Linked DNA regions of Mus musculus: regions 2, 3 and 4 are each linked to region 1. The links are chromatin contacts, called in public Hi-C and promoter capture Hi-C maps. All regions are on one chromosome and are shown on one strand. Each heading gives the region's core, a stretch centred on a gene start, on an enhancer-like site or on the middle of the called end of the contact. The rest is flanking DNA. Distances are from core to core; before and after follow the strand shown.

Region 1 (3,435 bases), core at 612-3,111:
TTTTTTTGTTTGTTTGTTTGTTTGTTTTTCGAGACAGGGTTTCTCTGTATAGCCCTGGCTGTCCTGGAACTCATTTTGTAGACCAGGCTGGCCTTGAATTCAGAAATCCACCTGCCTCTGTCTCCCGAGTGCTGGTACTAAAGGCATGAGCCACCGCGCCCGGCTATAACTTAATGTTTTAAGCCAGGACTCTGTGCTTTTGTATAGCAGCTGTGACAAGAGGACAATAGCCCAGGATTGCTCACTTATGCTCAGGAGTGACTCAACAGCAGGCATCAGCTGTCTCTTCTTTGGGGACAAAGATTAGAGATGACATATCTCACACTCTTCTTGGGAGGGTGACTTTAGCAGCAATGGAAGATGGGATTGTGGCTGTGACAGACCCAAGGCTGAAGGGGCAGATGACCCAGCAGGTGAGGGCTGAACAAAAGAGATCTGTAACCAATCAAGGGCTCCTTCTCTAACAGCCTGGGCCCTCTTCATTGTACTCTCAACTTCTGGAAGGTTCCAAGGAGGACAGGAAGGTGATTTTTGTCCACACTGAGGCACAGGGGCCTCTGGGCCATGCATGGAAACTGCCTGATCAAGAGCGGGATAGTTCAGTCTGAACATTTGGCATTGGGTACTGAGTGTAGACAGTAGAGTCCCTGGCAGTTTGTGCAGCACCGGAAGTCCTGGGGTACGTGATCAATTCCGTAAGAGGAGGAATCCTAACTCTTATCTGTTCCAGACAAGGAAGGAGACTACTGGCCTAGGAAAATACCTGACAGACAGAGTGTTTAGAAAAAGGGAAATGGAAATTAAGGAGTGCCCTTGGGGATCCTGGGAGCTTTTCCCTCCTCCATCTCCTGACCTCGCCGTCCTATAGAATCTGAAAACATTTAACATTTTTTTTAACTGAATACGCTCCTTCCCGCCCTCCCCCCTCACACACACACTCCAGCTTTCCACTCTTCGTTTACAGAGAACTAGATTGGAATGTAAACACCCACTTCATTGTTCTCTTAGGAGCATCATTCTAAAGAATCCTCACAGCCCCTTAGCCAGCTCGGCTAGACGGCTGCAGCCGGCCATTATTGCTCCGAAGGGATGGATACGCTGACTGTGCACTCAGTAATAATGCTACTCGAGTCGCAACTAACAGCCAGGGGAGGTGATGTCTCTTCACCAACGCAAAACGCTGAGCTGGTAAACCCGCTGCCGCCGCCGCAAGCAGAACCACAGAGCAAGGCTCTCCATCTGTCACCTGGCAGAGCGCCTTTGAAAAGGGCTCAGCTCCCAGCCCAGTCTGCAGACAGAGCAGCCCTGGCCGGCTGATCCCGCCCCTCCCCTCCCTCCCGCCCCACTGAATTTGCTGTTTGCGACTTAAAGAACCAGCCAGACTCCTTCTCTCCCTCCATTACGTCCCCAGTTCTGTTCATTTGTCTTCGGCTCTGTTGTCCTTGGAAGGACACTAGCTGTGGCTTTATCATGTCTCCTCAGGGGTTTCCTTAAGTATTTAAAGGGACACCCCAGAGTTTTAGAGAGGGGAGTATAAAGGGCTGGACAGGAGTGTGATTTTGGACAGCTGATCTTTCTCCCTGACTCACTTGCGCCTCCCTGCCATCTCTAAAAGCGAGGCAAACCTCTCACGATTGATGCCCTTGGGGAAAAAAAAACTGCCTTATTTAAAACAACTCCACCGCACACACAGCACACCACGCCCCGCAGACCCGCAGCGTGGGCAGTCTTACTTGACTGGAGCTTGGGGTCACATTGAGCAGGGCACGAAACCTTGTTCCTATACCGGGCCATCTTGTCCCAAAAGGTCGCCTTCCCGCCCTGACAAGGCAGTAGTACTCCGCTCTGCGCCCCACCCTCTGCGCGTGCCTTTGTGAAGCGTCGCTATGGAGACGCCTCAGTCTCCGCCCCTGGACCCAGAGGGTGAGCGCATCACGCTGATTCCTGACTTTCATGGAGTGCCCTAATCCAATAGTTCTCAACCTATGGACTACGACTCCTTGGGGGTGGGGGGTGTCGAACGAACTTTTCACAGGGGTCACCTAAGACCATCAGGAAACACAGATGTTACCATTATACATTACAATTCATAACCGTAGCAACATTACAGTTATGAAGTAGCCACCAAACAATTTGTAGTTGGGGGGGGGGTCACCACCACATGAGGAACTATATTAAAGGGTCGCAGCATTAGGAAGGTGGAGAGACACTGCTCTGGTCCTTGCAATACTATGCCATTGTTTTATGTATTGGCAAATACGAGCAAACTGGAAAAGGCTGGAAAAAAAAAGTTTATTTTAGCCTGGTATACTGGTGCTCACCGGTGATCCGAGAACTCAGGAGGCTAAGGCAGGAGCCCAACCCTGGAAAGAGATGCCTTGTCTCAAAATATTAAATACCCCGAATATTAAAAACCCAGAAGCAGACAGACAGACGCCCAACCGCAAATTTGTGTCCATTCATAATTTTCAATGTAAGCAAAATTGGGCAAGGTTGGCATGGAAATCTGTAGGACACAGCGACTACACTCAAGGATGAGAAAGATGTGGTATAAGGGAAAGGTAAAAGTTTCGGCATCAGGTCTGTGTGAGGTCAACCCAGAGCATCCTAAGCTAGTGTCTAGTTACTTCAGGGAAACATTGGGCACAGGCTAATTACGGAGAGTCCAGAGGGATAATGGATGCAGCAGGGTCATCCTCCACTACATAGTTTGTCCAGGGGCAGCCTGGGTTACACCAGACCTTATTTTTAATAAATACAAAAAATCCCAAACTATATTCCTAGTACCAATCATAGGATGCCACTTTGTTACTGTACACTGGCCGGCTGATCCTACCCACTTATACATGTTAGAGTGTGGCTTTTAATTTTTTTCCACTTGTGATCACACTGTGCCTGAGAAATTTTTATGCCAGCTAGAGTATATAAGGTATATAAGACAAATACACAGGTCACATGTTTATTGATAATGAACCATGAGGAGCTTTATTTTAAAAAGCAATTCATTGCTGTGCATACAATTTTACCATCTATGAAAGATATGAAGCAAATTTGCATATTAATGAGACGTCATATTATTGAGGTTGCATATTAATGAGATGACCTGTTTATCTTACATAAATAATTAAATCTCGGCTGAATAGGAGATGCTGAATATGAGACCATCTTCGGGGCTTTTCAGAATCCATCAATATTTTGGTTCCTATAATCACCAGTACTTGGAAGACCATTTTGGATAAATGCCTGGCACAAAAGGTCAGAAATGTGCTTAGGACCACTTCAAAAAACACTTGGAAGTTCTGCCCTGATCCCAAGCCAAAACTCACTTAAAATGTTTTTATAAAATTCAGGACAGCAAATCAAATAGCAATTAAAAAAAAAAAAAGAAAGAAAGGAGCATTCCTAAGTGAGACTCAAAGGGAAATGGGAAGGACT
Region 2 (3,435 bases), core at 669-3,168, 950 kb after region 1:
AACTGCAGCGATGTCTTTGCGTCCAGACGCTTTTCTCCACAAGGTCGACTGCACACAGGTGAAATGGCTTATTCAGTTGCTAGGAACAAGTCCCCCTTACGCTGAATGACCGACGGGGGCTGTTATCCTTCCTGTCACACCGCTGCTCCTCCTCAGAGCCGGCCTGTGCTTTATGGATGGAATAAACAGCTTACATATGTTCAGATACTGGTTTGTCTACCGAGCCCTTCTACCCACAGCGAAGGCCGACTGGTGACAGAGCAGAGAAAGAGTTGAGGGTAAGGTCCAAAGGCAGCGGCTGATCAGGCTCAGGGGACAGAGTATAGGCCACGATGGGCTCAGTAGAGACCCTGCCAGTCAGCGCCAAGGGACAGAGGCTCCTGAAGCCTCCAGGATGATGGATGGACTTGGTAAAATAATTCCGTCATTGCGTGAAATCAGGCCCCGCCCCTTTCTTCAAAAGACACAAAGATAGAGGCTTCCCAGACCTTCAGTCAAAGTTCCGTGGGAAGTTCACCAGTGGCCTCTCTCAGGATGCCTCCCACAACTGGGCCACATCTTGGCCCCCACTCTAAAGCTGAGAGATTTGTCCCAAATGTAAGAAAATTGGGCATGATTATGTTGATCCTATAATTTTACAAGCTTTTTTTTTCTGTAGCAAATTTCTCAGGAACTTATTTTTCATGGTATATCACATCTTTTTTTTTTTTTTTTTTTTTTCTAGTAGCCTAGGCAAGGTCAGCTTTCTAAAGAAAAAAGATTTACCATGTTCACAGTCCCACAGACTCAATGGCATGGTCCCTGACATTGGCTGGGCATCAGCCAATGACAGAAGTACAAAGGAAGGCGGGGAGGGAGGGGGGAGGGAGGGGGAAAGAAGAACAAATGATGCCCCCCTCTCACCTCTGAGGGTGCACATACCTGTAACACAACATAAACACGGGCAAATGCTTATACAAATAAAGTTTAAAGAGAAGTTATTTTTCATTTAGTTAATTTACTTTACCATGCGGGGCTTGACCCCTTGTATTTAGCTGTGTCCCTGAGCTTGCCGGCTTCCTACTTATTACTGGGATGCATTCGTTTAAGCAAATGGCGACCTTGACTGCACCTCGTCTTATATACATGAGCATCTCGAGTAGATTAGGGCATTCTGCACAGTACGAGAAGAACGCTGTCAAATTCAGGAGCTACTCCCTGGAAAGGAAACCACGGGCCACCACCCCTGCTGTCGCAGCTGAGTTTGTGCTGGTTCTCTGTCACACAGCCGTGGCTTTGCTAGGGCCCCATATAAAGAGCTTCCACGTGGGCACCTTCAATACAGAGATTGTTGCCTTTGGACACTGGAGGCAAGAAGTCTGCAGTGCTCGTTTCTTCTGAGAGCCGCTAAAGAGGCTCTGCACTGGGCTTTCCTCCAAGCCCTGAGGCTAGCTGGCAGACTCTCACAGACACATGGCGCTTGCTGCTCTCCCTTCACGGTCAAACTGCGTCTCCCTGCCTGTGTCCAAATCTCTTTTTATGACACCAGTCATACTGGGTTGGGATTTACTGTGAAGTCATAGTGACTAATTACACCTTCAGTGACCCTCTTTTCAAGTGAGGGCCCGTTGGAGGTACTGGGGGTTAAGATGTCAACATATCAGCCTAAGAGCATAGGACACACTTCAGTCCTTAACACCCACGGTATCAGTTTCTGTTACCGTAATAAAATACCCTGACCACAAGTAACTTAGAGATGAGAGCATCTCTTTTGGCTTAAGTTCCAGAGGACTAAAAGTCCATTATGGTAGAAGCATGAAGGAGCAAGGAGTCAAGAGATCACACCTCCACCGCAAGCAAACTCAAGAAGCAGAGAGAGAACTGGAGGCGGGCGGGGCTATGAAATTGCAAAGCGCACCCCCTTATAGTGACGCACTTCCTCCAGCAAGGCCACACCTCCCGAAGGTTCCATTCACCCTTCCCCACCCTTCAAATCTCCACCAACCAGGGAACTGAGCCTTTGGGGGGGGGGGGCATTTTTCACTCCAGCCAACACACCTACAGGCGTTTGCTAGATGCTGAGAGACAGCAGGAGGTGAGCAGTCCATTTGCTACTCCAGCTGGGGGAACCTGCGTCTGTGTGTACAGTGAGCAGGAAAGCAGACATGCGAGCGAGGTTTTACAGGAACACAAGGAGTGACTCTCAGGGAAATGGCACTTCAAGGCTGCATAAATAATCACAACCTTTACGTTGTGTCTAAGGGAGACTTGATTAAGACTCAGTTAAAACTCAGGTGCCTGGGGTGTAAAATTATGTGGTCAGAGAGAAAGGGGAAGTCTTACACACTGTTGGGGAGAATGTGGACCGCTGATGCTATCTCCAAGGAAATTAGTATGGGAGTTTTTCAAAAGGGCTAAAAATAGAACTATTATATGACCCAGCTCTAACACTCCTAGGCATTTATCCAAAGTACCCCATGCCAACACACTACAGAGACCCCTGCTGCCGCAGTCACAATTGCTAAGAGATGGAACCAGCCTAATGCCCATCATCTGGAGAATGGATCAAACAAACAAACAAACAAACAAACAACAACAACAACAAAAAACAACAACTGGGGGTTATTCATCTGTAAAGAGGAATAAAATCATGACATTTACAGGAAAGTGGGAGGGAACGGCAGATATATACGTATTGGATCTATGTATATGTAATTTACATATATACATACATATAATGGCTGGGGAGATAGAACAATTGATCCATTACCTGCCATGCAAGCACGAGGACCTGAGTTCAGTCTTTAACACCCATGTAGAAGCTGACTGTAGCCACACATGCCAGTAATGCCAGCACTTGGGAGGCAGAGACCGGAGAATCCCTAGTTGTATGTCAACTTGACTCAAGCTACAGACATCAGGGAGGAGGGAGCCTCAACTGAGAAAATGCCTCCAGAAGAGCCCACCGTAAGCAGATAAACCTGTAATGCATTTTCTTAATTAGTGGTTTGGTGGGGTACCATTCCTTGGGCTGGTGGTCCTCGGTTCTATAAGAAAGCAGGCTGAGCAAGCCATGAGGAGCAAGTCAGTAAGCAGCACCCCACCCCCACCCATGGCCTCTGCATCAGCTCCTGCCTCCAGGTCCCTTTACTGCTCTGATTTTCCTCAGTAATGGACTGTTAACTGGAAGTTTAGGCAAAATAAACCCTTTTCTCCTCAAGTTGCTTTTGGTTGCAGCAATAGGCCCTAATTAAGACATTCTCCAAGGAGCCAGGCTTGCCAAATTCATAAGCTTCGGGTTCAAGGAGAGACCCTATTTCAAAAACTAAGGTGGAAAAAAAAAAAAAAAGTTGGGCGTGGTGGCACATGCCTTTAATCCCAGCACTTGGGAGGCAGAGGCAGGAGGATTTCTGAGTTCAAGGCCAGCCTGGTCTACAAAGTGAGTTCCAGGACAGC
Region 3 (3,435 bases), core at 285-2,784, 640 kb after region 1:
AAAGACATGCCTAAGGAAACCACGGCAATTTACACTCACAAGTGTGACAGATACTGGATAGTTGACTGATGGGTAAAAGCAGCATACCATGGGGATGGGGAAGGTTCTGGGGCCCCGTCCCTGTGAGCTGGGTCCTGAGTGCAGGGGAGTGGGTATTTCGAGGGCAGGGCAGGGCAGGGCAGGGCGGGGCAGGGCAGGGTGGGACAAGGCAGGGTGGGGCGGGGCGGGGCAGGGCAGGGCAGGGCAGGGAGCAGCTCAGGGGTAAGTGGTGGATGAAGAGATCAGTGTGAAAGACAGAAGTCACCTTGGAAGTCATGCGGAAGTCAGAGGCACGTGGGTGAGGGCTCTGATGCTAAAGGACGATAAGATTCTAAAGCAGACAACAGAGGAGACACGGCGGACACGTGACTGAACATGAACATGTTATAAAAGGACATGCATTTGGGCTTCGTGATGGACGAGAATCGCTTTGGGCTCCAGTCTCTAATCACCTGTACTGTGGAGGGTGCCCTAATGTGGCATAGGGATGCCTGGTTCTAATCCCTCTGGCCACGCGCTTTGCTTGGAGAAGGCTCACTCACAGGAGCTGGAATTGGCCTACAGCTGAGTGGGGACAGTATAAGCCAGAGGACCTGACTCTGGCTGCATGCTTTGCCAGGTGGAGGGAAAGGTCACCTTCCGGAATGCTTGGGCTGACTGAGTAAGGTGCTGGGTGCCTTTGGGGGTCATGGGAGCAGGAAAATGCCCAGGGTTCCAGAACACAGAGTTTAGTCGTGGACTGTTCCGCTGTTTCTTTATCTGCCTGGACTGTGGCCCAGAGCCAGATGTGTGTTCACACAGAACCTGGTTATAGAATTTTCTCGTGGAAGAGATGTTCACAGTGTGGGAGCCACATACGCTCAAATTCTATGTGACGACTCCTGTAAACGGTCCATACCCCTTAGAGGGATGTAGACCTTGGGGAGGCTAGTGAACATCCCAGCCTTTTGGCTTTTTGCACCAAGGGTGAACATGTTATAAAAGGATATGCATTTGGGGGAGTTGGATTGGTTTGGTCTTTAAAACCCTTAGACTACTGTCTACCCTGGCCCGGGCTTGCCAGCTGCAGACCTGGCTCTGTCCTAGAATAGGTTGGGGTCAGATGGCATGGTTCATGCAGTTTCCTCCAGCCTGTAACTGGAAAGACCTTGGGGTGGGTGGGTGGGTGGGTGGAATCAGAAGCAAACCAAACAAGAGCAACAAATTACCTTCTCTTTTAATCGGGGCTTTTTGAAAACAAGAAAATGGAAAATGTTGGATCCTAATTTTTTTTTTTAAATAGCTAATAAAAATCTCCTGGCTAAGTCATTTGCATATGACTCACTCACGGGCTCCACTCTCCCAGCAAACCTTTAAAATCTACAGCCAGAGGCTCTGGTGGATCGGCTCCTCATAGTTCCTGAACACAGGCCACAGACTCTGGAGCCAGATGTTCCCTGAGCGTGTTCTGACGGTCCTGCCCATGGCCTAGCTTGTTACGGCTCATCAGTGCCAAACCTCCGAGAATGCCCCTCACCCGGCGAGCATCTTTTATGCAGCCTAGCTTCCTGCCCAAGCTGTGTTCATAAAGAGGACACTTCATTGTCCTTATGAATAGCTAGGGTGGGAAAAGCAGCTGGCTACAGAGAACCATGAGCAGTCACACACTGGCACTCATAGGCACGCACACACAGTGACCCAGGGCTCAGGGCAAAATCACCCCCAAAGAAATCGGCTACCAGTGTTAATTTACTGCAGGCAGGAGAACAGTTCTCCAGAGGGCCAGATAACGGTCTCCTGAAAAGTGGCTGAGGATGGGTATTTAGGGACTGTCTCGTTCATGCCAGGTACTGTTCCCACTGCCCCATTTGAGGAAGGAGAGGAGGCCAGTACCAATGTGTTGAGTGGGTAAAGCAAGGGGCAAGGCTGTGCATATTAAGGATGACTGGGAGTGGGGCCTTCGGTGCAATCTCTTGCTGCCTACTGCATTGATTTCTTCTTCTATCAGTAGAATAAGGAAACTGGAAGTCTCTGTCAGGTGTGATGATGCTCACCTGAAATGCTAGCACTTGGGAGTATGGGCAGGAGGATCTTAAGCAAAGGCTAGCCTGGACTACACAGTAAGACTGTTTCAACACCCACCTACCACAAATGAATAAACTCACAACAGAACACTGCCCTCGATGTCCTAGAGTTCTTACGGGAATTTGAAAGCACATTCTAATGACTCAGAAAAGTGCCTGGCTTGTATTATGCACACGGTACATCCCAGCTGTCTTTTCTCTCATTTTTGTTTTGGAAACAGGGTCATACTATGTAGCCCCGGCTGGCCAGGAACCTAGAACTGACTGTGTAGACCAGGCTTGGCCTTGAACTCAGAGATCTACCCAAGCTGTGTTCATAGACTCATAGACTGGCCTCTGCCCACCACAGCTGACCCCCAACCTGTGCTTCTGGGCTCTCCTCTAAATGGCTGTCATTGTACCTTGCCTAGGAGTGTACAGCATCTTATGCCCTGACCACACCACATGACCACTGGTCACCTGTTCATGCCATGATAGACACTCAGGTTCTACCTGTACCACCACACCCAAGTTACCTCTCATCTTAATGTTATTATATTCAATTTTTATAAAATCCATGAGATATTTGCTTATTTTATAAATCAAGAAGTTATTTCTTTGGGGGGTGTACTGGCTGGTTTTGTGTATCAATTTGACACAGGCTAGAGTTATCACAGAGAAAGCAGCCTCTCTTGAGGAAATGCCTCCATGAGATCCAGCTGTGGGGCACTTTCTCTATTAGTGATCAAAGGGGTAGGGCCCATTGTGGGTGGTGCCATCCCTGGGCTGGTAGTCTTGGGTTCTATAAGAAAGCAAGCTGAGTAAGTCAGGGGAAGCAAGCCAGTAAGTAACGTCCCTCCATGGCCTCTGCATCAGCTCCTGCTTCCTGACTTGCTTGAGTTCCAGTCCTGACATCCTTTGGTGGTGAATAGCAGTGTGGAAGTGTAAGATGAATAAACCGTTTCCTCCCCAATTTGCTTCTTGGTCGTGATGTTTGTGCAGGAAGAGAAACCCTGACTAAGACACTTGGTGAACTTGAGTAGCCCAGGGTCTCTTGTTTTGTTGCTTCCTGATGTCAACACTTGTGTTGAGATTATGGGGGGAGTCTCCCCCATTTGTGGGAAAGAACACAGAGCAGTGGATAGGGGTGGTGGAGGTCTTCTCCAGTGGATCAGAAGAAAAGCAAGTTCCTTGATCTGAACTGACCAATCAGAAGTCTCATCAATGCATATTTTATTCGGAGTCATAGAGCAAAAGGCCATTTTCCTAAATTGTTTCTGTTTTATGGAGAAGGGAACTCAGGCCCAGAGACCTTTAATGAAATCCCTGGGGTCATACAACTAGTGTTTGAGAG
Region 4 (3,435 bases), core at 601-3,100, 540 kb after region 1:
ATGGTTTTACAGGAATATTTACTGTGTGTTGTATGAATACTTTATAACTTAGGAGACTGGAAACTTCTTTGTGGCTATTTTTCATCAGTGGGGTATCTTAAGGACCCTCTTATTCTGGTCTTCTCACATTAAACAATCTATCCATTTTCATATTTGTAATCTTACGGCATTTTTTATCTCTATAGCTGTGGCTGAATTGCACGTATGTAGAGGTTGGCACTATTTTTTTTTTTAAATCCACATTGGATTTCTTTTCCCATTTATGATCTTGGTGTCTGAGAGATGTGCTCTTGGGTTATGGGGAGGTTTTGTCTCACCTGTGTGTTTCCCTCAGGGTGAGCACCTTTACTGGGATTCAGCCGAGCTCCGTGAGCATTCCTCAGCTCTTGATTTTAGAATTTGTATATTTTTGTTGAGCTTTTTCTCAGTTTCAAGGTTGTCAAGTTTCCAAGGGTTTGTGATCTCTGTTTAAATGTGGTGTTTTATAAATGGGAAGATTGAATGTGAAGTCTTAGCAACCATATTTCATTTATTCCTCCTAAACCTCATGAGCACTGAGGTCTCAGTCTTTTTGCTTCATTGCTGTATTCTGTGCCTAGAACAGAGCCTGGCACACTAAACCTGCTCATGACTATTGTGGGAAGAGTGTGCATATTGGTGAGCACAGAGCTTGCTGTGGATCTGTTGCTACAATCCTTGTATCCTGATTGGGCAGTGTAGGGCGCTGCACCCACGTCAGTAAGTGTGCTCTGCATTGTCTGCCTGCGTTACTTTGTGGGGCAGTAGGGCTCCGGTGGGCTGCAGGCTGGCGTCCTTGTCTAACGTTTCCTGTGTTTGTTTCTGCTGTGGGGTGGAAGCAGCCCCCATGTGCAGCAGTGTGCCCTGTGAACAAACTGGCTGCAAGCCCAGGCCCACAGCTAGAGTGCCTAGGCCGCTGTTGCCGCTTGGACGGGCGGCTGACTTGGTTTGCCAGTTTCCTCGCTTCTTGAATGTGCTGATATGTGCTAGGTTCCCAGGGCACCAACACCGTGAGCATTGTGGATGTCAGCTGCTAGACTGACCTGACAGTGGGAGACAAACAGAGGCATGAAAAAGATTATACAGAATTAGCAGTTTACAGAAGAGATATTGGAGCTGGAGAGATGGCTCAATGGTTAAGAGCACTTGTTGCTCTCCTAGAGGACCTGAGTTTGGTCAGGTAATTCACAATCCTGTGACTCCTGCTCCAGGAGGATCTCATGTCCCTGGCTTACACACACACACACACACACACACACACACACACACACACACACAGACACATTTAAAAACAAAAACAATTAAATATGTATAATTGATATATTGAGGCTGAGAATGTAGTTCTTTGATAAGAGTGCTTACCCAACCATGGATGTAATTAATCTTGACACCAAGAAAAAGAGGAAGGAAGGGAGGGAGGGAGGGAGGCAGGGAAGGGAGGAAAGAAAGAAATGATACGTCTAAGAAATTTTGCATTTGTTTTTATCTACTGAGTCCAGGCAGCAGAGGGTAAGTTGGACATGGGAGAAGCAACAGCTTTATAGAAAGAGCCACAGGCCGTCTACAGCTCGGAGATGTTCGGGTGACTGTATGTAGTTCACTGCCTGACTAGAAAGGCAGTATCTTTGTCAAACAGGACACGCTGTCAGAAAAATCCTATGTTGATCTGAAACCCGCCTCTTCTGTTGCTTCCTATCGGCCTCCGCAGTAACAGCAGCCAAGGGTGGTGGTTCCAGTAGTAGCTCATTGGCTTTCGTGGCCCACATTTCCCGGAATCCTCCTCCACGTGGTGTGATGTGCGAGCCATTTCTCAGCTGGTCATTGAACAATGTGTCTGTAAAATGCACGGCACAGAGCAGTAGCTGTCTGTGTCTTAATCACTCAGTCCCACAGTGAGAGGAGCTGCAAAGGAAGATGCGCATGCTATTTGCATTTGGGGACAGGCTGTGTCAGTCACTGACTGCAAGCTATAAATATTTGCTTTGTCACTTAGAGCCTCATTTTCTTCACATAGAATAAGAGGCACGACTCACAAAAGATCCTTACGGAAGTTGTCTTGATTTGAATAATTTAGAAATTAGTACAAAGAAGCTAACTATTTTGCTTTAGGGAAAAGAAAAGTGTCTATCAGCCTTCACACTGTCAAATGGTTGCTAATTCTGACCTTAGTGCTTCGTGCGCAAATCTAAGGAAAGAGTTCTGAGGTCACTCTGTGATGTTCCAGTCTAGTGTTCTGTAGAAGACCCCATGTCCCAGATGTCAGCTTCATTGCTTGAAAGCTGTCTGTTTATTAAAGTAGTGCAGCTAATGGACTACTTCTGCTCAGGCACACGGCGTATGTATCAGCTCTCCCCGCCCTATTTTATGTTTGTGATAATGACACTACTCGCCCACTTTCACGGTGATTCTGCTGTAGCCTCAGAGTTCTCCCTTCACCATCTTGCTTTGACTGGCCAGGTCGTTCAGAGGCTCGCACCGACTTCTCTGTGCAGGAAAGGGTTTTACTTGTTAGATTCCTCCTCCTTCCCATCATCCTTTCCAGCAGTAGCCACCAGGGTTGTCTGAAGTGCAGGTCAGATCGGATGCTGCCCGTTTCTCCATCCTGTCCTCAGTCACGTCAACAGCTCGGCTTTCCCACGGGGGGCTGGATAGGTGCTTAGAGAGGGCCACAGTGCATCCTCACCCTGCCTGGAAACCGTGCTAGCAATCCGATGAGCTGTCTGATACCTGCTCACATCTGCCTTTGGACAGTCCCACGATTCCCATTTCTTTGAGTCAGAGATGGGGCTTTTCCTTCCTCTTGGTGTGTATCGAGCCAGCCTCGCCTCCCTGTTCTGAGGGCATTTGTGTGAAAGTGAGATTTGAACTTCACTTTCCATGTGGCAAATCTGAAATCACAAAGTCGGCCCCTGTTGATGCTCTCACTACCTCGTTTCGAGCATACTGGAGAATGGTCATAGTGTTCCCAGGGTTTGACTTGCGAGTGACTCATAGCCATGGCCTAGCCACGTCGTAAAATGTGATCCGAGACAGAACTTGTTTTAAGTTGGTTGGTATTGTTTGTTGTGTTGTTATGCTAGGAGCTTGTTTTAATAGAGTCAGTTTTAATACCTGCCACTTTTGCTACAAGGATATTACTAAGCACTTGACCTAGCCCTAGCACTAGTCTGCCCAAGTGAGCAGGTCCTCAAGATGAGGTCACCAACACACTGTTTGGCCATTTGCTCGGAGGCTCAGATGATCAGGACATTTGCCACAGGAGCCATTTGGTTCTCTTCTGGTACTGACTGCTTCTTTGTTTACCTCAGAAGTGAAACTGGAGAAGTCTATCATGGTCTGTTGTCTCCTCACTGGACCCCTTGCCCTTCATTTTTCTATCAGACAGAAAGGGGCTGATGCTCTTGAAGGGGTGTGGCT

What was found. Promoter capture Hi-C pulls out the DNA fragments that hold promoters and counts their contacts. Hi-C and Micro-C count contacts between places; a contact is called where the count stands out from the background.
Region 2: a promoter capture Hi-C map of hippocampal neurons shows a contact between it and region 1, with 2.7 times the contacts expected there. The contact joins the enhancer-like site here to the promoter of Tex26 in region 1. A contact is called at or near these places in 2 of 39 promoter capture datasets (hippocampal neurons and liver) and 1 of 15 datasets of contacts at CTCF or cohesin (large pre-B cells).
Region 3: a Hi-C map of cerebral cortex shows a contact between it and region 1, with 1.9 times the contacts expected there. The contact joins the enhancer-like site here to the promoter of Tex26 in region 1. A contact is called at or near these places in 5 of 39 promoter capture datasets (hematopoietic stem and progenitor cells, hippocampal neurons, liver and 2 more), 1 of 15 datasets of contacts at CTCF or cohesin (large pre-B cells), 3 of 484 Hi-C or Micro-C datasets (cerebral cortex, cortical neurons and embryonic fibroblasts), 7 of 115 datasets of contacts at active chromatin or transcription factors (craniofacial prominence, differentiating embryonic stem cells, embryonic midbrain and 4 more) and 1 of 9 other capture datasets (embryonic stem cells).
Region 4: a contact with region 1 is called in a Hi-C map of the G1E-ER4 cell line, with 1.9 times the contacts expected there. The contact joins the enhancer-like site here to the promoter of Tex26 in region 1. A contact is called at or near these places in 2 of 39 promoter capture datasets (hippocampal neurons and second pharyngeal arch cranial neural crest), 2 of 484 Hi-C or Micro-C datasets (the G1E-ER4 cell line and cortical neurons), 1 of 115 datasets of contacts at active chromatin or transcription factors (neural tube) and 1 of 9 other capture datasets (embryonic stem cells).

Annotation. Positions count from the first base shown.
Region 1 is chr5:149,438,086-149,441,520 of GRCm38.p6, reverse strand. It overlaps Tex26 (testis expressed 26), which reads right to left and starts at 1,861. Exons shown (of 7, transcript NM_029464.2): 1 at 1,734-1,861. The coding sequence starts at 1,794.
Region 2 is chr5:148,487,999-148,491,433 of GRCm38.p6, reverse strand. No RefSeq gene overlaps it. Among named protein-coding and RNA genes, the nearest start is that of Ubl3, 63 kb to the left of the region's middle. Within about 2 kb of position 1,918, at least 183 of the 459 cell types and tissues checked have an H3K27ac peak or open chromatin away from gene starts, as enhancers often do. A contact at or near this core is called in hippocampal neurons, where this site is marked.
Region 3 is chr5:148,800,905-148,804,339 of GRCm38.p6, reverse strand. All of the region lies in intron 1 of Gm36405 (a long non-coding RNA gene), which reads left to right. Among named protein-coding and RNA genes, the nearest start is that of Gm36405, 6.7 kb to the left of the region's middle. Within about 2 kb of position 1,534, at least 26 of the 459 cell types and tissues checked have an H3K27ac peak or open chromatin away from gene starts, as enhancers often do. A contact at or near this core is called in cerebral cortex, where this site is marked.
Region 4 is chr5:148,895,641-148,899,075 of GRCm38.p6, reverse strand. The region is part of intron 4 of Katnal1 (katanin p60 subunit A-like 1); the gene reads left to right. Among named protein-coding and RNA genes, the nearest start is that of Katnal1, 31 kb to the left of the region's middle. Within about 2 kb of position 1,850, at least 112 of the 459 cell types and tissues checked have an H3K27ac peak or open chromatin away from gene starts, as enhancers often do. A contact at or near this core is called in the G1E-ER4 cell line, cortical neurons and hippocampal neurons, where this site is marked.